7 separate regions of the Mus musculus genome follow, and all the other regions are linked to region 7. A link is a contact called in public promoter capture Hi-C data. All regions are on one chromosome and are shown on one strand. The core of a region is the stretch at or near the end of the contact, and the rest is flanking DNA. Distances in the headings are between cores, read along the strand shown.

What was found. Promoter capture Hi-C pulls out the DNA fragments that hold promoters and counts their contacts.
Region 1: a contact with region 7 is called in a promoter capture Hi-C map of pre-B cells, with 4 times the contacts expected there. The contact joins the promoter of Calcoco1 here to the promoter of Acvr1b in region 7. A contact is called at or near these places in 1 of 39 promoter capture datasets (pre-B cells) and 1 of 484 Hi-C or Micro-C datasets (B cells).
Region 2: a contact with region 7 is called in a promoter capture Hi-C map of pre-B cells, with 4 times the contacts expected there. The contact joins the promoter of Lima1 here to the promoter of Acvr1b in region 7. A contact is called at or near these places in 1 of 39 promoter capture datasets (pre-B cells) and 1 of 484 Hi-C or Micro-C datasets (CD4 T cells).
Region 3: a contact with region 7 is called in a promoter capture Hi-C map of embryonic stem cells, with 7 times the contacts expected there. The contact joins the promoter of Fmnl3 here to the promoter of Acvr1b in region 7. A contact is called at or near these places in 2 of 39 promoter capture datasets (embryonic stem cells and pre-B cells).
Region 4: a contact with region 7 is called in a promoter capture Hi-C map of pre-B cells, with 2.6 times the contacts expected there. The contact joins the promoter of Gpd1 here to the promoter of Acvr1b in region 7. A contact is called at or near these places in 1 of 39 promoter capture datasets (pre-B cells), 1 of 115 datasets of contacts at active chromatin or transcription factors (embryonic forebrain) and 1 of 9 other capture datasets (liver).
Region 5: a promoter capture Hi-C map of pre-B cells shows a contact between it and region 7, with 2.8 times the contacts expected there. The contact joins the promoter of Sp1 here to the promoter of Acvr1b in region 7. A contact is called at or near these places in 3 of 39 promoter capture datasets (the C10 cell line, neutrophils and pre-B cells).
Region 6: a contact with region 7 is called in a promoter capture Hi-C map of hippocampal neurons, with 2.2 times the contacts expected there. The contact joins the promoter of Prr13 here to the promoter of Acvr1b in region 7. A contact is called at or near these places in 6 of 39 promoter capture datasets (the HPC-7 cell line, cranial neural crest, hippocampal neurons and 3 more).

What each region holds. Positions count from the first base shown.
Region 1 is chr15:102,720,716-102,724,293 of GRCm38.p6, reverse strand. Calcoco1 (calcium binding and coiled coil domain 1) reads left to right here and starts at 2,116. Exons shown (of 15, transcript NM_026192.3): 1 at 2,116-2,247.
Region 2 is chr15:99,873,511-99,877,167 of GRCm38.p6, reverse strand. It overlaps Lima1 (LIM domain and actin binding 1), which reads left to right and starts at 1,712. Exons shown (of 11, transcript NM_001113545.1): 1 at 1,712-1,835.
Region 3 is chr15:99,368,904-99,372,212 of GRCm38.p6, reverse strand. Fmnl3 (formin-like 3) reads left to right here and starts at 1,731. Exons shown (of 27, transcript NM_011711.2): 1 at 1,731-2,036. The coding sequence starts at 1,911.
Region 4 is chr15:99,715,685-99,718,973 of GRCm38.p6, reverse strand. It overlaps Gpd1 (glycerol-3-phosphate dehydrogenase 1 (soluble)), which reads right to left and starts at 1,387. Exons shown (of 8, transcript NM_010271.3): 1 at 1,326-1,387; 2 at 645-822. The coding sequence starts at 1,366. Gm16537 (predicted gene 16537) reads left to right here. Exons shown (of 3, transcript NR_155353.1): 3 at 3,135-3,289.
Region 5 is chr15:102,404,123-102,407,632 of GRCm38.p6, reverse strand. Sp1 (trans-acting transcription factor 1) reads right to left here and starts at 1,317. Exons shown (of 6, transcript NM_013672.2): 1 at 1,211-1,317. The coding sequence starts at 1,217.
Region 6 is chr15:102,457,845-102,461,221 of GRCm38.p6, reverse strand. Prr13 (proline rich 13) reads right to left here and starts at 2,052. Exons shown (of 4, transcript NM_001170911.1): 1 at 1,967-2,052; 2 at 1,076-1,114; 3 at 503-852. The coding sequence starts at 1,094.
Region 7 is chr15:101,172,382-101,175,939 of GRCm38.p6, reverse strand. Acvr1b (activin A receptor, type 1B) reads right to left here and starts at 1,868. Exons shown (of 9, transcript NM_007395.4): 1 at 1,705-1,868. The coding sequence starts at 1,795.

The DNA.
Region 1 (3,578 bases), core at 867-3,366, 1.5 Mb before region 7:
CATGCTGGGCAGTGGTGGTGCACACCTTTAATCCCAGCACTCTGGAGGCAGAGGCAGGCAGATTTCTGAGTTCGAGGCCAGCCTGGTCTACAGCCAGGGCGATACAGAGAAACCCTGTCTTGAACCCACCCCACCCCCCCAAAAAAACCTGCTGAGCCATCTCTCCAGCCCCCACCCCATCCCCATCTTGACAAACTAACCCAATCAAATATATCCTTCAGTATCTGTATTTACCCTTTTAGTGAGACATATGGAACATCCGGCATAACACTAACACATACTTGTTGAATGATGGGGCTTCCCGTTGCCACGTGCCTTCACTGAGCACATAAGAGCTCAGTGAATATTTATCCCCTGACTAACACTGCTTCTTACAACAACAGAATTTAAAGCCACATTAATACAGTGCTGACTACTGGAACTTGAACCCTGATTCTGCCACTTAGCTGGATTAACCTCACGAATTACTCAGCTGTCTGAGTGTTGCTCTCATTACACGTAAAATGGGGATGATAATAGGGCATACGTTATGGCTGTTTAAAAACGCTGTAAGCATCCCAAACATGGAAGTTGTTATTACCTTAGCTCTATTTGAGACTGAGATTTTTACAAGCTTTCATTCTGAATGCAGACAAAATAAACATTTGAGACTTGAGTCTTTGGACAGGCTTCACTCGTAGCTAACCCAGGACCTTGAACTATCTCCCCATCCAGCAGCTTGTGCCCTAACTCATAAATCCTGACTAATGACACAGACATGTCATCTTAATGTTTGTGCAGCCCAGTGACTTAATGCTTGGAGATCTTCAAATGAAAGGCACCCAAGGACAGCATCAAATACCCTATTCAATCTTAAAAGGAAAAAAAAAAAAAAAACTACCAAAAAAAAAAAAAAAGTAAAAGAAGAGGCGCCGCCAGAACCTACTGCCACAGATAATTAGAATGGACCCAACCAGGAGAGGACAGCTGTCTTTCCGGCATAACTATTTATTTGTGAGACAGGGTCTCCTGTGTAGCCTGAGTCAGAATCGAAATCTCCAGGATCTCCCTGCCTCTGCCTCTTCAATTGCTAGGGTTATAGGTGTGTAGCATTACATCTCACTTAATCCTTTAATATTGAGAAAGGGGGGGGGGGTTGAACTCTTCCAGGGTTGGAGGCCACCCACAACGATGAGGACGGTTCAAGTCCTTAAGTGACTGCGGTGTGGGAACAGTGTGACTCTTTCGCCTATCAAAACAAAACAAAACAAACAAACAAACAAAAAACAACCCTATAGCAACAATTGTATTGTTGCTCTAATTAATTTAAGCCAGTTAAAAGGCTTGGGCAAACAAGCCTCTCTAAGTAGCTTGTTGTGAGCTGTGGCAGTCCTGCCAAGCTCTCTCTTCAACCGCATGCTTTTCATTCCACAGCCTAGCCACCATTTCAAGCTATGTCCCCTAATCCTAGCCCCAGAAGCCACTCCAGGGGGAGCACGTGCAGGTGTGGTATGTGTGTGTGTGTGTGTGTGTGTGTGTGTGTGTGTGTGTGTGTGTTATCGGACCCCTTGGCATGGAAATCTTCTCAAGCTGGAACCAAACAGTAAGCTTTGAGACTTTTACAAGCTCTGTCAACCCTGAAGTCAGAACAAGCTAAAAATAAATAACCACTACCACCCCTGTGAGTTTCCCCACCCACAACATGGTGGCTGTAGCTCGTAGCTTGGGAGAGGCCTGGCAGAGTTCTACAGTTTCATAGCCCTGACCCTAGAGGATTCCTTAGACAAGTTTTTTCTTTTGTAAGTAGATATAACACTACAGCCTATCTTGTAAAAGCGAACAAGAAGGCTGTGCTGGAAGCGTTCCGCCCCACCGAAAAGAGCTGTGCAGAACGCGTTAAAGCCGTCAACTCTCCCACTAAGCATGCTACGAACCAGCAGCCTCCACTAGATCAGCCTGCCCTTTCTTAAGGAATCATGGGCCGTGAAGTCCTTTGGAAGACACACCCTCCTGAACTGCCTCGGGAGTAAGAACTACATCTCCCGGGATGCCACGCTGAGTCCATCACCGCCCCGCCCTCTTCCCCGCCCCTCGCGCGCAGCCTCCTGGGACATGTAGTTCCACAGGTAGAAAAGTAGACAGTGTCGAGTCATAGAAGAACCACAAGCCCCAGAAGCTCTCGCGTCACTCTTCCCCTCCCCTCCTATAGTCGGAGTGCTGTTTTTGTTGTTGGTGAAAGGTGAGGGGAACAGCTGATCCGTCCGTGGGGTAAGAAACTTGGCCTAACTGAGGGTGGGCTTACGCGGGGGTGGTCAGCCCGCTTCTCAGCCTGCGAAAGGCTAATCCGAGAGAACTGTAGAAGAGGACGGTAGGAGCGTTTAGGTTTTAATACTTTACGCACTAAGGAAGCCTCCCCCACGTTTCGGTTTTGTTGGTTTCAAGGGGGGCCTTGAGGAGTAGCCCGCATTGTCCTCACTTTCTTGCGGGGCCTCCTCAGTAAAGCTCGATCCGATTATGGAAGCTTGAAGGGACTGAAATATTTGCTTAATCTTTTCCAGGCAAGTCTTTGCCCTCACAGACCTTCTCTCTCTTACCCAAATCCAAAGATCCAAAGGCCTTTACTACGCTGAATCCCTGAGGGGAAAACTTCCAACTTGTGGAACGCCAAAACGCTGAGAGCCCTACAGTGGAGAGGGGACACACACACACACGCACACACAGAGAGGGAGAGAGAGAGAGAATGCATTTGAACATCAGCATCTGACCACATACACTTTCAGTTCTGAAGAATATCTGCAGCTGTTACAGATTGTCTTTGTGGGAAAGGAGGGGTTTGGGGTTCTCAACGGGTAGAACTTTAGAGACAGATCTCACTCTAACCTAAGAAGACTTATATTGAAGAAAACACGGAGTAGCTGTAATGAGAGATTTTTCATAGATGAAAAAAAAAAAGCCGACAAAGAAACTGTTTCCTATTGCATTGCTGGCCCACCTTTCCTTCTCCATGGAGTGTTTAATTTCTTTTAAAGTTCCTCCCCCACTGTCTCAGCCTGGTGTGGGTTTGTGATGTTTGGGGGTGTGCATATGACTAGTGGTGATGTCTGATTGGACACATCAGCTGCACCTGACACAGGAAGCAGATGTGTGGGCTAGAGAAAAGGGCTGCCTCCCCGCTCTGGACTGAGGTGTATTTTTTTTTTAAGTTAATATACAGTGAGTTTCATTTCAAACATGTACACCATCCATACTTTGTTCTTATTCATCTCTGAGTACTACTCTGTTTTAACTTTTTTTTTTTTACTTCTGTGTGTGTGTGTCTGTCTGTCTGTGTCTGTGTGAAGATAGGTGTACAGAAGTCTGAGCACAGCTTGGGGATATCAGTTCTCTTCTCCCAACCTTGAGTTGGTGGCAAGCACCTCTACCCACCCAACTATTCTACCCCCTGAACTCTTGATTGTTGTTGTTGCTATTATTATTATTATTATCTATTTTCCAATTAGTTCTCCCTAGCTAACTCCATTTTATCTGCTTATCTCCTGCCATTAACCCAAACATATGTCAAGATTTGGACTCTTAGAATTGAGGCTAAGAGGAGCCAA
Region 2 (3,657 bases), core at 463-2,962, 1.3 Mb after region 7:
AGGAAAGGCCTCCATGAGATCCAGCTATAAGGCATTTTCTCAATCAGTGATCAAGGGTACGAGGGCCCATTGTGGGTGGTGACCAGTTCTCAGGCCTTGGATTATTCATGTTTAATGGTGTTAACACAAAATAAGCAGGCCATTAGCCTAAGGTTATTTTTGTACCAGAAAGTCCTTCTAACTGATTAATTCTGAATCGAGACAGCCATTCACAGATAGCCAACCAGTCAATTGGTTATATAACTAGGGAGCTGCCATGTGACCGTATCAAATAAAGCAAAGCCAATATCATTACTTCCTTGTTCGGCTTATGAAGCTCCTTTCCCAAGCTGTTAGAGAAGTTTGCTGATTTCCCGTTTAAAAAAACAAAAACAAAAACAAAACCCTTTTAATCTTCGAATAAAGTTAATTTGCTTCTTTAGTACATTTATCCAGAAATCAGTCTAGGTTAGATTTTTGAATGATATTCTATCCTTGGTGAATGGCTCAATTCCTTAAAACTTGTTCATCAACAGCTTTTTGTAGGTTTCTTGTTTTGTTCCTTTTGGGTTATTCTCACTCTGTAACACTGGACATCCAGGGACTCAAGGCAACCATCCTACCTCAGTTGCCAGGATAAAGGCCACATGTCCTGTGCCCTTTGCCAGTGACTGCTTTAGGAGTTGAACAAATCTTTCTACCACTGGCCCTTATGATACTAATCAACACTCACATGAAAAGCCTCAGAATTCCTTTCGTTTGGTATGTCACTAGACCTCAGGAAAGGATACTATCAAAAGGCTTCGTGCAGAGAGGAATGGTGGTGGAGCCAAGAATCTGAGGGCTGGATGGCCACATGCTATGTCTCCTCATGATCTATTCAGACCCTCACATTCCTAGTGCAGAAACAGAAACAGGTCTTGCAGACACTGTTGAGAAGTGCAAGCCCACTCTAGGGTGTGTGCTACTACCCTTCTCTTAGAGCCTCTTTTAAAAAAGACTTTTATTTAATCTTATTAGTATGTATATGTGTGTGAGTGTGTGATGTGTGTGCAGTTCCTCACGGACGCCAGAAAATGGTATCAGGTTCCCCAGGTGCTGGAGTTACGGGCAGTTTTGTGAGCCAACAGCTCAAAGATCACTTCAGCTACACTGTGAGTTCCAGGCTAATCTCAGCTACATGTGATGACCCTCCTCTGTCTCAAAAGAAAATGAAGGAAAACCACCCGTTGTTGAAAAAAACAAAAAACCAAAAACCAAACAAACAAAACCCATAGCTCTTGGAGAACTTGGACACCACCTACTCTTATCTAATCCTATCCTTTCCTGAGGAAACTCAGGTCCACTGAGGTGAAGTGATCCAATGTAGTCTGAGCCAGGCCTCTTTGGCAGCTCTTTGCAGCACAGGGCATGGCCTCTCTTAAAATACCTTTCCACAGAACTTACCCCGACAGCACCAGGAACTTCCCTGAAGTTGCACTTAGACCAGATTTCTGGGTGAGTCTCAGATCAAACTGCTGCAATCTCTAGTCAGAGAGAGATAGGGTGAGCCAGAAAGGGGACACGACCAAGTTGGAGGCTGACACAGGAGCCACGCCTCCTGCAACACCACCGCTACTAGGGCGACGCTCCGGTCACGAGTTGAACACGCCGCCGGGAGCGAGCACGTTCGCTCCAAGGCCGCGCGGGAGGCGGGAGACGGGCGCGCCTCCGCGGCAGGGGGCGGGGCTCTGAGCGGGGCCGGGGCGGGGCCGCGGAGCTGAAGGTGCTGCAGCCCAGTTGCGACAGGTGCGCTGGGCAGACAGAGCGCAGGACCGTGGCCGTGCAGCGCCGAGCCCCGACGGCTTTCTAGTCAGGTAAGCGCTTCCTCTCGCCTCGCCCTCCGCAGCCTGCATGCGCGCGGAGACCCTGCTGAGCCCCGCACTCTCCCCGCGTATTTTGAGGCGGTGGGTAGCAGGAGCAGGAGGCTCACCCCTTGGGGTCCACGTTGGAGGAGCCTCCCATGCTCCGCCCTCCCTTCTGGGAAGTCCAAGGGACTGAGACTTCGCTGCCTGGGCCCCTGGTCTCGCACGGGATGGAGGGAAAGTGGCATTTCATCAAAAGTTAAAACACCCTCTTAGGGAGGTAATCCTGCCACTCTTTCCTTCTTCCACGCGGCCGTTCCTTTTCCAATTTTTCTCCCGTCCATTCCTCCAGATGAACTCTGGTTAAGACTTAACATCCTTCCGAACAGTTCCTACTTGCTGTGTCCTTCCCAAATCGCTATGGTGTACTTGAGCTGGGATCCACTGCTCACTCGCATCCGTAGGTGTTAATATTAGGTAACTGTACACCCCTGGCCACACACACTGGAGCTCGAAGTCGTGGGTGCTAGGAGCGAACCATCTGGCACCCGTCCTAGCCTTCTTATTGGTGCTCACAACAATGAGTTTAGCTGATCCTGGTGAGAGATACTGATCTGCTATTGTCTTGCAACTAATTCCAGCTCTCAAAAATCTGCCTAATCCAAATGGTTCTGTTGACTTTGCAAGTTAGCCGAAGACTGTGAGGTTATGTTTTTAAGACGTTGACCTTTGGAGGGCAGATCATCCTTGGCACGGAAGTGGGTGAGTGGGCTACTTTGTATCTACATAGTTACTGGTACAAATACCTAGTCCAGTTAGTCTATGGACGACCAAGTGTGATCATGTTTAGACAGCCTTCAAAAAGCTATAGAGTTAGCAGGAAAGAACAACTCCTCCTCAGTCGTTGTCTTCTCCTCCTCCTCTCCCTCCTTTTTCTTCTTCTCTTCCTCTTTCTGCTTCTTCAGAGAATCCCTGACTAGCCTTGAGCTGGCTATCTAGCTTTGGCTGCCTGAAATATGGCTGCCTCTGCATCTTGAATGTTAGGATTAAAGGTGTGCTCCACTGTCCCTGACCTTCAATATATATATATATATATATATATATATATATATATATATATATATATATATATATATATATATATATATATATATATATATATATATATATTTTAAAAATTACCATTTGTGTGATGTGTGTGCATGAATACCAGCCATCGTGCTATGGTAGGCTTGTGGAGGTCAGAGGGCAGCTTATAGGAGTTGGTTCTCTCTAACTTAGGATTTGAGGATCAAACTCTGGTCCTTAGTCTTGTGCAGCAAAGGTTTTCATCTTCTGAGCCATCTTGCCAGCCCAGAGAAGTTCGTTCGTCCTTTCTTTCTTTCTTTCTTTCTTTCTTTCTTTCTTTCTTTCTTTCTTTTCTTCTTCCTTCCTTTCTTTCTTTCTTCCTTACTTTCTTTCTTTCTTTCTTTCTTTCCTTCTTTTGCTTTTTTACATTTATAGTGTGTGCATGCGCGCGTGTGCGCATGCGCCATGGCATGTGCATTGAATGTAGGTCAGATGAGAACTGTGGGGTCTGTTCTTTTCTTCCAGGATTCTTCCTGGAACCCCTGCGGGTTCCAGGGTTTGAACTCAGTGCATCAGGCTTCATGGCAAGCACCTTTTCCCTGATGAGCCATCTTCCCAGCCTGAAAAAGCTTAGCTCTTTTTAAAGGTCTGCATGCACATATATGTGCATTGGTTCAACAAGGTAACATGGTACTAAATTATGTTAGGAATTCTTGAGGGGACAAAACATTTTTTTTCCCAGTGACTTTTATGCCCATTCTTTTGT
Region 3 (3,309 bases), core at 482-2,981, 1.8 Mb after region 7:
CATTTGGGTGACAACTTGAGCGGTTGGATCTGGTTTCCAGTCATCTGGAGTCTGTGTTACCCTCGCAGCTGTTCTCCATGTACTAGCTTCATTCTCAGGCAGGTTGGGCTTGACGTGATGGCAAGGTAAGCAAGAATAGCTGTAGGTTTATGGGTTAACAATTCTCAAGCTCCAGGAACAGAGAGCCTCTTTCCTGACTCTTCCTTTACAGCCTTGACTAGTCCTACAGTCTCTAACATTGGGCAGTCTTGGGCCAAGTCCTGCTCCTTGATAGGAGCAAAGTCCAGCTGCACTTCAGCCAAAAACAGAATCTAGTGGTTCTCTAAAAGAGAACTTCTCTATCACCAGAAGAAGAGGGATAAAGGCTGACAGAAATGACAGAAGCCCATCACCTTGTTAGTAATGACAAGCCAGAGCAGAGTTGTTCTCCTATTTTCATACCAGTTGATAAGGTCTTATTCTAAATGCCTCTTTCACCTGTCTCTGTCTGTCAGGAAGAAGCCTTTCCCCTCCCTGGATGTCTGTGTCAAATATATCTCCCTCCCGAGTCTCTTTTGGATGGAATCCCATCCTTCCTAAAGCCAAGTCCAGGGAAGGGCATGCATGACCTCTCCAGAAAGCAGGCATTGCCACAGTGTGGCGTGCAGCAGAGTCTAGTGGTGAGCCAGCAGTCTTCGGTTCCATCAGAGCTGGAGGGCTGTGAGCAGCGGAAGGACCTAACAGATCGCTTTCTACCAAATCCAAGGCATTTACTTCCACAGTCTAACCTCTGTTCTCTGATATGCTGTTTGTATGGTTTACTGTTTGCATTGTACAGGAACTTGAGACCTGGAGAAGTCTGTGTAAGGCTCCAGAAAAAGAGATACCATCCTTGGATAATAAAATCCTCTGTGAGCCAGGCCGAAATGGACATTAGGTCACAGCAATCACCTTTTTAAAAACGTGCATTTTCTAGGTGTTTTTCCTACGTATCACACGTGTGAAGGTGTCGCGGATCCTTTGGAAATGGGAGTTACAGACAGTTGTGAGCAGCTCTGTAGTTGCTTGGAATGGAACTCAGGTCCTCCAGAGGGACAGCCATTGCTCTTAACAGCAGAGCCATCTCCAGCCCTCACAGGAATAATTTCAATCATTCTTTTTTTTTTTTTTTTTTTTTTTTGGTTTTTCGAGACAGGGTTTCTCTGTATAGTCCTGGCTGTCCTGGAACTCACTTTGTAGACCAGGCTGGCCTCGAACTCAGAAATCCACCTGCCTCTGCCTCCCAAGTGCTGGGATTAAAGGCGTGCGCCACCACGCCCGGCTAATTTCAATCATTCTTTCAAGCGCAAATTTCTCCCTCCAGTCGACAAAAGCTCAGAAGGTGGTGGTGTGACTTCTCCGGGGTTATATACATGGCTCTCACGATAAGTTGCTTTTTTTCTGAGACAGTCTTGCTATGTAGCTCAGGCTGGTCTCCAATCAAGCAGTCCTTCAGCCGCAGCCTCTCCAGTGCTGGAATGAACAGACCTGAGTCACAGATGGTGGTCTCCCTAGTGTTCCCAGTTAACTTTGCAGTCCGCGCTCTGTGGCTACATCCTCCAACAAACACAGCGATTGGATGCCCACCAAGGGCCACCAGGGCGCGCTCGCAGCCAGGCGCGAGGCCGCCGAGGGCGGGAGGCTCTGTGATTGGGAGGCGCGGCTGTCAGTTAGGCGCGGGCGGGGCGGTGGGCGGTGGGCGTGGCCTGCATGAATAAGGCGCGCTTCAGCGCGTCGAGCGCTTCGCCGCCGCCCGCCGGACTGCGAGGCGCCCCCTGAGGGGCGGAGGAATCGGGCCTGGGGAGCGGGCGCTGAGGGAGGAGCCAGGTCGGAGCGGCTGAGGGCCCTGGCGAGGAGGTGGAGGGCTGAGGCCCGGAGGAGGCCCCGCCGCGATGGGCAACCTGGAGAGCACCGACGGTGGCCCGGGCGAGCCGCCCTCCGTCCCGCTGCTGCTGCCGCCCGGCAAGACGCCGATGCCCGAGCCGTGCGAGCTGGAAGAGAGATTCGCCCTAGTGCTGGTGAGACCGGCGCTGCTGCCTTCCCGCCGCCCCCACAGCCCCCGCCGGGTCCCGCCCACCCCCGCAGCCCCGTCAACGCCTGGCCCGGCCGGCAGCTCGGAGCGGCCCGTCGGGGGTCGGGGAGGAGGGGTCCCCAAGCCCGGGACCTGCCCGAGGTCCAGACTCCTCCCTCCCCACTTCCCTCAGACTTCCCGGTCCGCTGCCGGAATTCCATTCCCGGGACCTCGCTGGTGGGACGGTTTCGGAAGCTGTTGGGTCCCCAGCCAAAATCAGGCATTTTTCCTCCTTCATGAGAGCGGGTCTCGCGTTCAGACCAGATGTTTCGGGGAGGAAAAGGGGGGATTGGAGAAGGGGCTGGCTGCCCATGGGGGTGGGGGGTGGGATAAGAAGCGATGCCATTCTACTTATTTCAGGACCGCCTGCAGGCATCCTGCTAAGTTATAGTGGATTTGCCTAGGCTGAACATGTGGATAAGCCATTTGACTAGACAGTTTTTTCCCCCCAATTGAAACAATACACAAACCATCCCGCCTGGTTTTTTATCCTCCCTCGTTTCATGTTAAACTTTGGTGACTGGTTCGTGTACCGTTGCTTGTGGTTCTTTGTAGTCCTTCTGTGGTTTCAAAAGGGATGGTTTCTAAAGACGAACTGATTCTCCTTTGCCCTGGGGCTTGGACGTTGATGTGAGTGACTCTGAATAGAGAGGTTAGTAGCAGGTATCACTGAGAGGAAGCTGGACCATGTTCAACATGAAGCTTTAAAAAAAAAATGAACATAACGCTAACAGATAAATCTGAAAAACTTGGGGAAATAGCTTTCACTTCTTCCCCCAAAGAGCTATTAGGAGATAGTAATAATTCTGGTGTATTGTTGGTACGGTCTGAAGGACTGACTTTGCCCGTGAGGAGGGATAAGTTGTAGACTTAGCAGCCTTATTGGATTTCATCTGCCTTGGAAGAGGGAGATTAGATCTGTTGGCAGCAGTGGAGCTGTCTAGAGATCCTGGCCTCTGCAATGTGGGGAGCCTCACATCATCATCTCAATGGCACCAACTTGGACTCAGAGAGAGTCCAGGATGTTCCACAGAGGTGTGTCAGGGGAAGCAAGAAAGGATGGCCCCTGGCAGGCGCTTAATATCAGGGCACACCCGGAGGGGATCAATTATGACCTTCAGCTGCCCCAAGGAAGAAGGAGGAAAAAAAAAAAATCAGTATGCTTGCACACCTGTGATGTATCTGCACCACCTCCATAGAGTCCCTGGTTTAAGGCACAG
Region 4 (3,289 bases), core at 138-2,637, 1.5 Mb after region 7:
CTGGGGCACTGAAGCTTCCTAGAACACGCCTGCCTCCACGCTGCCACACGTTTAGCCCTTGGCTATGGGTCAGTGAAGACTGCCAAAGGCAGCCTAGGCCTGGCAGGGGGAAGAGGCCAACTAAGATTTCATCACTGCTGCGTCTTAGGGGCCCGAACTTGGCAGTGGGAGCCCCAGTCTCCCTGCGGACTCTCTGTCCCCCCTTTCTAGGTGAGGAGAATGCCATATGGATTTGACCAAAGACCAAAAGTCCAATGATCAGCCTTCAGATCTGCTAATAACCAGTGAATGAGTAACAGGGTTAGAGTTCAGGGCAGGCAGGAGAAGTTGGACCCCGAGTCCGGGAGCCTGAGAACCAGCCTTTGGTTGCCATGGAGACCCCTCTTTTCCACCTAGCACCTCTAAGGGGTGGTACATTCAGATTCCAGAAAGATTCCAAAAGAGTAATATAGGGGCTTAATGGGGGAGGGGTACTCCAGGCCTAGAGCACCCCGCCTGCTGCTCCACCAAGCCAGCGGGCGCCTACAGTGGCCTCCTCCCCTCCTCTGGGAAGGAGGCACCTCGAAGTCACTTTTGCGTGTTGACTGAGTATACCCTTTCCTTGCCTCGCTCTCTCTCTCTTCTCACATCGAGTTGGAGCTCACCACATTGGGGGGCAGCTTGTGCCCTGGCAGGTATTTAACATTCTCGTGCTGAGTGTTGATGATCTCAGTTAGCTTTCTGCCCCCGATGTCTTCCTCAAACACCCACATGGTCACCCGTGGGTCAAAGTGTGCCAGCCGGCCTGCATTGCTACCCACGATCTTGGCAATGGCTGAGCCCCTGGCGGGAGAGGAAACACAGGAAAGTGGACTAGGGTGACAGGGAGGAGGGGGAGGAACTCATAAAGCTTGTTGGATTTTTTTTTACCTCCTGCCTCTCACTCTCACGTCACTCCGCCCCCCTACTCCCACCCTGGTCCCCTATGATGAATGTGTCTCCCACAACTGGCAATAGAAGATTCAATCTATCCAGTCTTTGCTGCTGGGGAGGTGGGCTAGCCTTCCCTACACCGCGCAGGCAGCTTCTCAGGCAGGGAAGGCAACAGCACTCTGCTCACCTTCCTGTGGTGAACAGGTGCAGCGCCCAGGCGGGCACAGCCGGGAGGCTGGGCACAGACTGTCCTGTGTACCGTAAGCACTGGAGACGGCAGCAGGAGTCCAGCTGGCTCCTGAGGGCATTTCCTACCCTCTGCCCGCTTCCTGCTCACCCAGCCTCCCTCCGCGGAGCCCCTCAGCCCTCGGAGAGCCCTTCCCTCCCCCCCTGCCCTTCACAGAACCACTCACCAGTTGCCAGAGCCGACAATGCAGACTTTCTTGCCAGCCATGGTGCTGCTTGCTGCTTCTCTGCCCCGGCGGGTGTGGGCTCCGAGTATTTAACTCCACCACACGTGGGTGCAGCCAAGCTCCGCCCCTGAGGTGGCCCAGAGGCTGGCACCCAGGGACTAGGAGTCTGGCCTGCAGAAAGGGTAGTAAAGGGGACAGACAGGTGGAGAACAGGACTGAGGCTGAGGCCAGGCCAGCTTTTCCTCTCGAGTTCCCAGCTGACAGTGCTGGCCAGCTTCTTCCCTCGTTTGGCCTCGGCTTAGTTCTCCACCTACGTATTGGTATTGAGTCTGGTCAAGAAACAGTAACACCCCCCCCCCCCCAGCTATCACACCCCCCCCCAGCTATCACACCCCCCCCCCCCAGCTATGCCTTCAGTCTCCAGCACTGAAATAAACTGCAACTGACAGGGCTCGGCATGGTGGTGCATGTCTTTAACCCCAGCGCTTGGGAAGCAGAGGCAAGAGGGTCTCGATGAGTTCGAGGCTAGTCTGTTTCAGAGAGAGAGAGAAAAAAGCACTAGCGTCAGCAACAGCGATGTTTTCAAAGGCAAACGCCTCATCGCTCTCGCTAGCTAGCATGTGCCTCCCCCAGATCCTCAGCTGTTCCACTCCCATGATGTCCCATGATGGTAGCTCCACCACGGGCTCTGGGTGAGAGGATCAAGGGATGTGAGCACCTTCTAGGGAATAATACTACAATACCACATACACAGTAAGGGGCTGCTTTGGTGTATACCCCCACCCCGACCAAGGATTAAAATATCTCGGGAGAAAATGGACATAGTGGTGCACACCTTTAATCCTGGCGTTCAGGAGGCAGAGGTAGGTGAATCTCTGTGTGTTTGAGGCCAGCCTGGTCTACAGAGTGAGTTCCCAGATAGTGGGGGGGGGGGGGTTACATAAAGAAACCCTGTCTTGGAAAACTAAAAATAACAAGGTCATCTTGGTTACTTGCAGGTCAGGGACCCACAGGTTGCCCCTTCACCTCAGATAATCTCCGTTTGAAGGTCTCTAAAGGGAAGGAAGGTCAAAGGCCACTGGTGACACGTGGCCCACCCACACTCCTTCCAGGCTTCAGGAAGGGCAGAAGGTGGTGGCCAGCACATGCTCCTGGATAAGCCTGATCTCCCTTCAATTTCTTCTCTCAGGCTCTGCTTATCCCACAGGGACCCTTAAATTAAACAGCTGGTTACAGTCTCTAGACAGGGCCAGAGAAGCCAGTTACAGCAGCAGCCTCTAAAACTCAAGGGTAGCCATGTCTCCGCAGCTCTGTGGTCTCTGATGCCGGTGTGGGTGTGTAGCTTTGGGGGAGGGGGAGAAAGGCAGGCCCATATCCAGCAGTTTGGGCTCCATGGCACCCACAGACATCTGTTTGACTAAGAGGAGGAACTCGGGTTTCCAAGTCACTCTGGAAAGCGCAGCGCAGGCTTCTCGCCCTCCAGTGCTGCACCTTGACCCACAGGGCAGGCGCCACTGTATGCTCATGTGCAGACCTCCTGGCTTGGCACACCACTAATGGAGTGTTGCCACCCACCCCCCCAGGCTGCCCCTGGCCAGGGACAGTAATCAGCACTAGGTTAGAGGGGAGTGTCACCAATGCCACCAGCGGCGAGGAGAAGTGGGTAGGAGGTCAGGATTGGAAGCATGTCTTTTTCTCAGCTCGGGGATTACACAGAGGCAGCCTATCATGGTCTCGCGGCCAGGCAGTCTCTAATGATGGGGAGAATCACTGAAATCAATCAATAGCTAGTTGTTTTTCTTCTATCAGATTCTGCCTGATGCAGAGCTAGCCTCCCACAGACCTCTCCTTTATCACACTGGCACAGAGATGAAGGCTCCGGTGCCAGGCCGCCAGCTGGGAGCGCTGATTACGAGGGGTGGAAGAGAAAGGATGTTCCTGTCCCTGGCACATATGATAGGAAC
Region 5 (3,510 bases), core at 68-2,567, 1.2 Mb before region 7:
CAGATAGGTCTAAATATGGTGGTAAGCCTAAAATCCCAGAATTTGGAAGTGGAGGCAAAAGTTCAAAGAAATCCTCAGCTACATAGTAAATTGGGATGCCAAAGCCATAGACACATAGCTTAATGGTGCCCAAGACAGGCCACTATTTTCCTATGCACAAATTAACCCCAGAAATGACTCAAAAATTGCTTTGGAAGCTAGGCATGGTGACTCACACCTATAATCCCAAGACTTGGAAGGATGAGCCAGGTGGTTCACCAGTTCTAGGTCTTCCAGGCCTACAGAGTAAGAACTGATCCCAATACAAATAGCCCTTTTGAGAAAGGGAATTTGGAATTTCAGTGTCTCAGAAATAAAGAGTTGCTCCTTAGGGTTGATAGCACTCTTAATCCCAGCACTCAAGAGGAAGAGGCACCTAGACAGCTAAAAGTCTGAGGGCTGCAATAGTAACTTCGAGTTACTACGAATACCACATAGAACCTATCTCAAAAAAGAAAAAAAAAAAAAATGCATCCTGGAAGGAAAAGGAGACCCAACATGTGGGTGGATGGAAAGTGTGCTAAAATTAGGACTATAAGAGATGAAGAAAGATCTAGTGTAAACAATAACAGGAAGGGACTGAGAAAGAGTAAATCCTAAGAGAAGGTGAGGAAACATCTGAGAGGACAGGTAAGGGTCTAGGGATTAGAACCCAGGTTTGGGGCTGAGGAGGCGGTCCAAAGAAGGAAGGGGCGGTTTCGGGGATAGAGGCGTGGCAAGGGCGGGTCGGATGGGGGAAGGGAAATTTACGGGGGTGCGGGGGAGGGCCCGGGGCAGGCTGCGACCGGAGGGCGGGCGGACCGGGGAGGCGGTTGGCCCAGGCGGGGCCTGCACTGGTCGGGCCGCCCCCGCGGCGCCAGCCCCCGACGGGAGGAGCCTCAGGCGGCCGGCCGGGTAGTGGGGGGTAAGGCCCGTCCCTCGTGGCCGGGGCGGGCAGGGGGCGGGCGAGGCCACGCTGCCCCCTCCCCCGGGGCGGGTAGCCCATCCCCCTCCTCCTCCGAGGCCCCGCCACTGCCCCTTCTCCCTCCCTTCCCTCCGCCCCGGGCGGGACCAAGGCCGCCGCCGCCGCCTCCCGCCCGCCCCCCCTCACAGCGGGGACCGCCCGGTCGGTCCTCGCGCGCGCCCCCTCACTCCCCTCCCACCCCTAGGCTCGGAGTGGACTCATCCTTACCGCTCATGGTGGCAGCTGAGGGGCGAGCTCAAGGGGGTCCTGTACGGGGGGGTTGGGGGGGGCCGGGAAAAACGCGGACGCTGACGAGGCAAGCGAACCCGGACCGGACAGGGAGGGGGGGGTAAGGAGGAGGGAGCAGCGCACCACAAGCCCGGCCTAATCCCCGCCCCTTATCTACTGCCCCGCCCAATGAGGGAGGGTGAAAGGAGGGCCTTGCAGAGGAAAGGCGGGCTGCCTACCCAATGGTAGGACTCGCTCTCTCGCTGAGGCGTGTAAGAGCAAGTTGCGTACTTGGTTTCCGCCCAGAAAGGCCGCCCTCTCAGTTTTAGCAACCAATTAGAAACTCAGGAAGTGGTGGTGGGCGGGATGAGATGACGATGGACTTGCAGAGAAACCAGTCAACCTCCAGGCGGGCTCCGTGAGCGGTAGGGATAGGAAGAGCTTAAGTAAGAAAGACAGGACAACGACCAACCAGAATCCTGGGCATGCCTGGGCAAAGTCCGTGTAGGGGGAAGAGTAAGAAATAGGCCGGAATGGGATAGGAGCAAGCTTCCTAAACCAATCAGAATTCAGGCGGGCAGTTAAGAAAGTTCTGATTGGACGATAACTGAAAAGAGCCGGAACAGGACGCGTATTGACGTGAACGAACAGCCAATTACGCGCCGAGGAGAAGGTGGAGGCTGGAACTTGGAATGGGGAGAGGAGAACAGGCTTCCTCCTCCGATACTCAAGCCAATGAGGCAGCGAAGGCAGCATGGCACCGCCTCTAGCTTTGGCCAATGGTCGTTACAGGGCCGCCCATCCTGAGGAGGGAACCGGGCTGTGCCAAAAGGAGTTGGTCGCCATGTTGGCCCTCCTCGGGAGGCTTCCTTCCCTCGTTAGGGTGTGCGCTTGAGTGGAGCCCTCCACAAGTGTCAGAGTCGAGACGCGTGAGGGCGAGAGTGTCGCGTCGCCCGAGACTGTTCGGGTTGTCCCTTCCCCGCTCCTACACAGCACCCCTCGAATGTCACCCCTGCCGGGATGGGCGGGCGGCTCCCCCTGGCCGTGGGTGGAAGCCCTGCGGCGGCGGGCGGGACGACAGCTTGGTGACGGCACGCGAAAACCCAAGTCGACTGAGCTGACCAATATGGAAGTCTTTCGGGAAGATGTAGCAAGCGCCATTTTCTTAAGCTGCCCCAGACCTGCTAAACCAACTCAGCTTTCAGAGTAACGCACGCTGGGGAACTTCGTGAAGCCAAGCTCTCATAAACTACTTCCATTTTCCCTCTTAGTAGAAAGCACGCTAACCTAGTTACTTCCTTTTGCAATCACAAAGGTTAAAGATTTTGCCTTAGGCACCTCAATCTCTGGCCTCCATTTCGCCTTCTTTCTCCTCATTTAAACTTTGTCACTGACTGGTGTCACCACGTTTAGTACTTGGAACTAATACAGTTAATCACTTAATGTGTCCTACTTTACGGGCTGGATGCTCCTGTAAAAAAAGGGAAACACTTTAAAGATAGGAACCGAGGCTCTCTGCTCCTTTGGAGATGGCCTTGGAAATGTGAAGTGACAGCTGAGATACCTGGTTGTCCCAGTTAAATAGGCATTTAGCACTGATTATGACAAACTCAATGTAAGGCATGGTAGTACACACTTTTAGGACCCAACTCTGGAGGCAGAGGCAGGAGGATCTCTTCTAAGTTTGATGCCAACCTGATCTACATACTGAGTTTCAGGACAGCTAGGGCTGTGCAGACCAACAATGTTTCAAAACAACAACGAAAATTAAGACGTTAAGAAAAATATTCACCCGGGCAATGGAAAGCAGAGGCAGGCAGATTGGATTTCTGAGTTCGAGGCCAGCCTGGTCTACAAAGTGAGCGCCAGGACAGCCAGGGCTACACAGAGAAACCCTGTCTCGAAAAACCAAAAAAAAAAAAAAAGAAAGAAAGAAAGAAAGAAAGATATTCAGCATCAGAAATATTAAGTGGAGAAAAATTAATTTGAGAAGTAACATGCCCAAGATTACAAAGCTAATAAATAATAAGTTTTGTCCTAAAAAGTCCTATATAGCCTCATATGGTGACAATTCCTGTAATTCTGTACTTGGGAGGCTGAAGCAATCAGGTTTCGGAAACATGGAGGAAAACCTGAACTACCAAAATAAAGTCCTCTATGAAATCTTTTTTTTTTTTTCTTTCCCTTTTTCTTTTTTTTTGGGGGGGGGTGAGGGGGGGTGAGGGTGTGGCCAGGGTAAACAGTATTTCTCTGTGTAGCCCTGGCTATCTAGAAATCACTCTGTAGACCAAGCTGGCCTC
Region 6 (3,377 bases), core at 803-3,302, 1.3 Mb before region 7:
GGCTCGTCCAGGGAATTAACTCAGTACCAGGGAATACTGAAGGAGATAAAGAAAATCCAGGAACTAAGGGCCATATGACCACTCAGTAAACTATTATGCTTTGTCACTGTGCTTTGTCACTCTTTTGACATTTAGACAACCTCAGTGGGTGTGTCCAATTTACCAAAGGATACACCCGGGGTGGGTGAGGGAAGTTACTGGGAAAGAGTTAGGTAAAGAAGGTCGAGGGCTTTTGGCACAGAAATCCTCCCCGCACCCCTTCACTTTTCCTTGGCAGATGGGAGTGATCTGATGCCTCAATATTACTAAACTCCTTTCAGGAGGATCCCCTTACTTAAAGGAAAAACCATCTACATCTGCTAAAGCGACAAGGTTGCGGGCTACCGCTCCCACACACCATCGCCTGTGCCCACAAACCGTGAAAGTCCTTCCCCAACTCCTGATCACCCCTGGTCCCTCTGAACGGAGCTCCTTCCCCAGCCAGGCTCCAGATGACACTGACCTTCCCGTGCTTGTGATGCTTGTGCGACTTCTTATGAGCTTTCTTCATTTTCTTCCGAGTCTTCTTGTCTATCACGATTCCGGGACCCACCATGCCAGGAGCCGGAGGATTCACGGGGCACATGCCAGGAGCAGGTGGTGGGTATGGGGGAGGGTAGGGACCTGAGGGTTGGTATCCTGGACACCCTGGTTGTGGTACAGGATAAGGGGGACGACACGGAGGGAAAGCTGGGTTTCCCTGGGGAATTCCGGGAGGACAGGGGCCAGGGGGAAAGGCAGGATTGAGAGGTGGTGGACAGGCAGGATTGGAACCTCCTGGGCACACAACTTGGGGTGGATATGGATTCGGTCCTGGAAGAAGAATCCGAGAATAAAGATTAGAACTGTCCGGAACCTCTATCAACACATAATACAAATCACTACCGTTCTTAAGCCTTATGGAAAGGCAGAACTTGGTAACTAGCAGTGGTCCGGTGGCTTTGCTTTTGCTTGGGGCTGCGGGGATAGATAGAAACTTCCTGTTTCATTGCAAAATGGGCTGGGGCAGGTCAGAGGAGAGCCCCCAGGAACTTACCAGCATTAGGATTCCACATGTCGAGATGTTAGCTCAAGCCTAGGAAGTAAACCAGGCAAAGTCTGAAGGTTCCAGGAAGGGAGGAGGATTTTCGAGAACCCGAGCCCCACCCTACAGCCTCCACCCTACCAAGACTCTCACAGATAAACCTCCACTTAAAAATGGGCTGCACTCTGGAAACAGAGGCAGGTGGATCTCTGAGTTCCAGACCAGCCTGGTCGAAAAAGAGTTACAGGACAGCTAGAGCTACCCTGTGTCAAACCCAAAACAAAAGGAAATGAAAAAAAGTTCCCTGCTGGGCGTGGGGGTGCACACCTTTAATACCAGCACTTGGGAGGCAGAGGCAGGCGAATGAGGCCAGCCTGGTCTACAAAGTAAGTTCCAGGACAGCTGGAGCTATACAGAGAAACCCTGTCTCGAAATAACAAAAACAAACAAACAAACAAAAACAAAACAAAAAAAAAAGTTCCCTTTTTCTTTCCCGCATCCTCATAGCCTACTCTAGCCCAGGATTTAAATCACAGGAACTCTCTTCCCAGGGCCCCTCCCACTTTCACTATCTCACCTGGATGGAGAAGTCTCATTTCCCTCTCCCTGGAAAGGGACCGGAGGCCTTTAAGCATCCGTAGTGTGAGATGGGACCTAAACTCCCTGCTCGCCCCGGGGGCACCCCTGAAGTGAAGCTAAAATAAACAAATAAATAAAAATAAATAAATAAACAAACAAATAATCCCATCCTGAATATCAAGAAAGACACTCCAGGTCCCAAAACTCTTAGAACACACACACAACCCCCAAAGAGCAAATGGAGTTCTTAGTTCTCAGGAATAAATGGATCCCTGGCCCAGCTAAGAGGAGAGATGGAATTTGGGAGGCCAGATGCCCTGTCACCTTCCCAGATCGCCAGCCCGCTCCTGTCCTCCTTCTCAGTCTGGGTTCGCACTTCCTGGTCACTCCTATTCATTCTATACTTCCGCACCGCCCCTGTGACCTAGTTAATAATTATGTGATCACTTTGACACGATGATTGGAGAACTGACTTGTCAATCGCTGTGGTCCAACTAAACAAGGAGGAAACCGTTGCGCTGGCCGCCAGGCGGAGCCTTAGGGAGAAAACATTGCGTTGTGAAATACATACAGGTGAAATACGGAGACGCAGCGGAAATGCTCCTTAGGGCGGGACCGAGGCGGGGTCAGCTCCAAGCAAGGACCTGAGCCAACGAGATAAACTCTCACTGTTTTTTTTTGTTGTTGTTTTGCTTAAATTTTAAGATTTTTTTTTTTAATGTGTATGAGTGTTTTGCCTCAGTGTATGTGCACCAAGTGCCTGCTTGATGGGTAGACTTGTCTGTAACCTAGCATTTTGGAAATGGAGGAAGAGAATCAGAATTTAAAGACAATATTAGCTTCTTAGGGAACCCTACATAAAACCTCAGAGAGAGCTCTGTCATGATGGCACAACACCTTTAGTCCCTGAACTCAGGAGGCAGAGGCAGGTGAATCTCTGAGTTTGAAACCAGCATGGTCTGCATAGTGAGTTCCAAGACAGCCAGAGCCACACAGACCAGCCCTGTCTCTGACTCGGAAAATAACAACAAAAACAAACAAACAAAAAAAGGCCTCAGAGAACAAAAGGAGGAAGTTCTGCTGAGTCCCAGCCCTGGGCTTCAATGTTGCCAGCTGCTAGAACCACAGCCTGTGGTTCTTTTTTTGTAGAAAGATAAGAGACAGGGTTTCAATGTGTTCAGCAGATGGTGCAGTTATAGTTTCATGTCATTGTTCTGGGTAACTAAGTGAATTCATTTTTGGTTTTGATGTTTTTGAGACAATCTACCAGTATGACTTGGGTTGACTTTGGATGAAAAGCAGTCATCCCATATCTCTCTCTCTCTCTCTCTCTCTCTCTCTCTCTCTCTCTCTCGGGTGCTAGAAAAACAAAAGCAAGCCACAACTCTCAGAATTTTTTTTTTTTGGTTTTTCGAGACAGAGTTTCTCTGTATAGCCCTGGCTGTCCTGGAACTCACTTTGTAGACCAGGCTGGCCTCGAACTCAGAAATCCACCTGCCTCTGCCTCCCGAGTGCTAGGGTTAAAGGTGTGGGCCACCAAGCCCAGCTAACCCCAGCACTTTGCAGATAGGGCTTACAGGATCCTGAGTTCAAGGTCACCCTTGGCAACACAGAGAGTTTTAGGTCATCCTGCGCTACATGAGACCCTGTTCATAGATAAAATGATGAATAAATCAAGGACTTTCCCACAAGCCACACAAGGCCTGGACCTTAGCTGTCTACATTCCTCTCCCCA
Region 7 (3,558 bases), core at 619-3,118:
AAATCACTCTCTCCCCACAAATGTAAGGCTGTTCATCCACCTTCGGCGGGGTTTACCAGTCTCTGCCGCCGCCGCTCAGTTACCTGTGACAGAGCAGCAGCAACACAGGGAACTCAGCACAGTGCCTAGCAGAAGCACTAGCCAGTGAACAAAGACCCCGCCGCCGACGCACAAGCCCCGCCACTCTGGAAGAACACATCAAAGACGGGGATAGTGAACTTGGTTTTGAGACTCCAAAGTAGCATGGTGTCTTCTACTGAGGGTCTGCGTTACTAAACCAAGACCCACCTGAGCATCTCGTGTGTGTGTGTGTGTGTGTGTGTGTGTGTGTGCGCGTGCAGATTAGAGCCACAGACAGACAGACAGACAGACAGACAGACAGACACACACACACACACACACACACACACACACACACACGAACTTCCATTGCTGGAAGGTTGGGGGCGGCTGAGAAGCCAAAGCAGAAGGCTTTGTACAATGGGAGCAGCAAATACAACCCCTAATTGTCTCACCATATCCATCTGTGGGTCAATAATCACTTCGATGCAACTGCCAAATATAACCTTCTTCTGTAACCCCAATGCCAAAGCACATTTGAGAATACTACCAGATGAAATATTTTAGGGTTTCACCGGCTCTTCCCAGCCTCACAAGCCTCATAAACAACACAGCCGGTGTAGTGTCCCACAGAAACGTCTCCACCTCTGTACTGGGAAAGGTGGGGGTGGGCCTGGCCACACAAGGCCCTTAAGGCTGGAAGGTAAGGGGTGTGTGTGGAGGGTGGGTGCCGGGAGGAGGGACTGTGTGTCAAGGCAAAAGTACTGACCAAGGGCCAGGGAGACGGTCCAACCGTGGGGGTCTTTAAATAATTGGGGGTGGGGGGGTTGGAAGCAGTTTTCAGGATCTCACCTGAAAAGCATCCTCGGAGTGATTAACTGAATGGGCCCCCTGGGGCGGGGTGGGGGAGGTGAGGAGGCATGCAAACACACATACACCTAGATTCAGATTAACAGCTGGGGAACTAGGTTTTCACAGGGTTGGAATGGCTCTGAGGCCAATCTCCAAAAAGGTTTAGGGGCCTGCTCGCCCCATTTCCTCCAAACAGCGTCTACAGGCATGGATATCCGAGGTGGGTGGGAGGGGGGTGCCCTGCAGAACCCAAGGAGCTGAGCGAAAGAAGGGGGAATGTGACTCCGGTGCCTAGACCATCAGGGTGGCAGGGGAAAGAGGGTAGGGGCACCCCATGATGAAGGGAGGCTTAGAGACCCCTACCCTCCTAGCCTAGGGTACGCATAGGCTCTCGGCAACAGAACACATCGGAGAAACAAGCCCCCCATCGTCGAACCCCACAATCTTGGCGGGAGAAAAGGCGCCCCCAGGAGCATCTGCTGGCAGGGAATAACCCCCCTCGCACGGACGCGCTGAAGGGCAGGAGCCAGGGACCTCCACATCTCGAGGAAGCCTGGGGTGGGAGCGGAGGGTGCAGGAGGCGCGACCCCCTGGGCGCCCCGGTCGGGCTCCGTCTGGAAGAGCGCGCGGGTCCCCAAGGCTGACCCAGCGCCACCCCGGCCCTCCGCGCCCCCCGCCCGGCCATATTGCGCGGCTGGGGAGGGGGCGCGCCCGAGCCCCACGGCGAGCGCGAGGCCTCGCCTGGCCGTCTGTATCCCGCGCCCCCCCCCCCCATCCCCGCCCCGGACTCACCCTGGATCCCCCGGGGCCCGGACCCGCCGCTGCCGGCGAGCAGGAGGACAACAAGGGGGAAGAAGGAGGAGGCTCCGGCCGACTCCGCCATAGTAACCGCCGCCGCAGCCCAGCAGCGCCCAGCGCGCGCGCGCGCCCCCGGCGCCTCTCTCCCTCCCTCCCTCCCTCCTCCCGCCCGCCCGCGCGCGCCCGGCTCCTTCGCTCCGCGCCGGCACGTGAGCTCCCGGGAGCCGGTGCGGCCGCCGCCGCGCGCGCCCCCGAAGGGCGGGGCCGGGTGCGCGCGTGCGCCCGCCTTAAAGGGGAGGGTCCCTGTTAAAGGGGCGGAGGCTCTCGCCTCGGCCAACCTCGCGCACCCGTGCGGAGCTGAGCCGAAAGCGGGGGAGGCCGGGTCCGCCGACCGACAGTCTCCCTCCTCCCTCCGCGGAGTGGCCGCGCCGGCGCCCGTCCTCCTTCCTTCCCCCAGCCCCGACCCTCCGGCCCGTTGTGTCCCGCTGGGTTCGTCGCCAGAGTCTCCTGACCGGCGTCCCCTCGAGGCTCCCTCCCGCTGCAGCGAGCTGGACACAACTACCTGTGCGAGCGAGCGTCTGTGTTTTCGAAATGTAGCTAGGCTGGCACGGCTGACAGCCTTGGTGAGGGTGCTGGCCAGGTAGAACCATTTTGGGAAACAATGTGACAGCACCTATCAGACAGCTTCACAAAACGCATTGCATTTGCCCGGCATTTCCTCCTGTCTGTCTTCAGGAAATAATGAGGCTAAATATTTACGCAAAATGTTCCCTTGCTTATTTATCATTGGAAAAAGCTGGAAACTAGAGAAGCAATCATAGAAGCTTAGATAAACTGTGGCTCACTCATGTGAAGGAGCACTAGTGATTAAAAATCGGTTTACAAAAACTAATGGCGCGAGGAAATGTTACTCCATGTTAAATGAAAATGTAAACACCAACCTTTACAATAAATTTTTGTGGATGATATGTATGCATGTATGCGTAGGAGAAAAGGGAACGATATTACTCAATATTACTACTAAGGTTTTCAGTTTGTTTTTGAGACAGAGTCTTATTATGTTGTCCAGGCTGGCCTCAAACTCACTGAGAACTGCCTGTTTCTGCTTCTCAAGTGCTGGGTCTAAAGGTGTGTGTGCCACAGAGGCAGGCTGAAATAATTTTTTGTTTCTCCTTTAAGTATTCCAGTAACTTCTAAATAGTTTCCAGATAAACATTACTTTCAAACCTAGTAGGAAATACTTATAAAAGGCAAATGATCCCGTATCTTTCTGAAGAGCTCACAAGAGACTTTGGGATCTGTATTCTGCTTCTGATAACCAACTAGGAGAAAACAGGCAACATCTTAGCCTTTCAAAGTCATAGATAGTTTCATGTGTGAGACCAAGGGATAGAGAAGACCGTCAAGAAGGAGGGAGGGAGGAGAGGCAGGCAGATCTCTTGAGTTCTGGGACAGTGTGGTCTACAGAGTGAGTCCCAGAAGAGCCAGGACTACTCAGAGAAACCTGTCTCAAAAACAAACAAACAAACAAAAAACCCAAACCAACCAACAAACAAACAAAGGTGGGGGGCGCTGTTCTGACATCTTACCTTATAATTGTCTCCAACACAAAGAACCCAAGGAAAACAGGACTTCTGGTCTCATTCCCCAGGTACAACACACAAACACACACAAGTAGAAAGTCAAACTGGTGCTTAGTGCATAGCTGGGTAAATAAACACCACCATTTTTATTCTTTTTACCCTCAATCATGACCTGCCCCCCAAAAGTAGCCTACTTCTCCAAGTCTGTCTTACTGGTCTACCCAACTATGCTGTATCTATCCTCCTTTAGGCCCCCAGCTGTGGT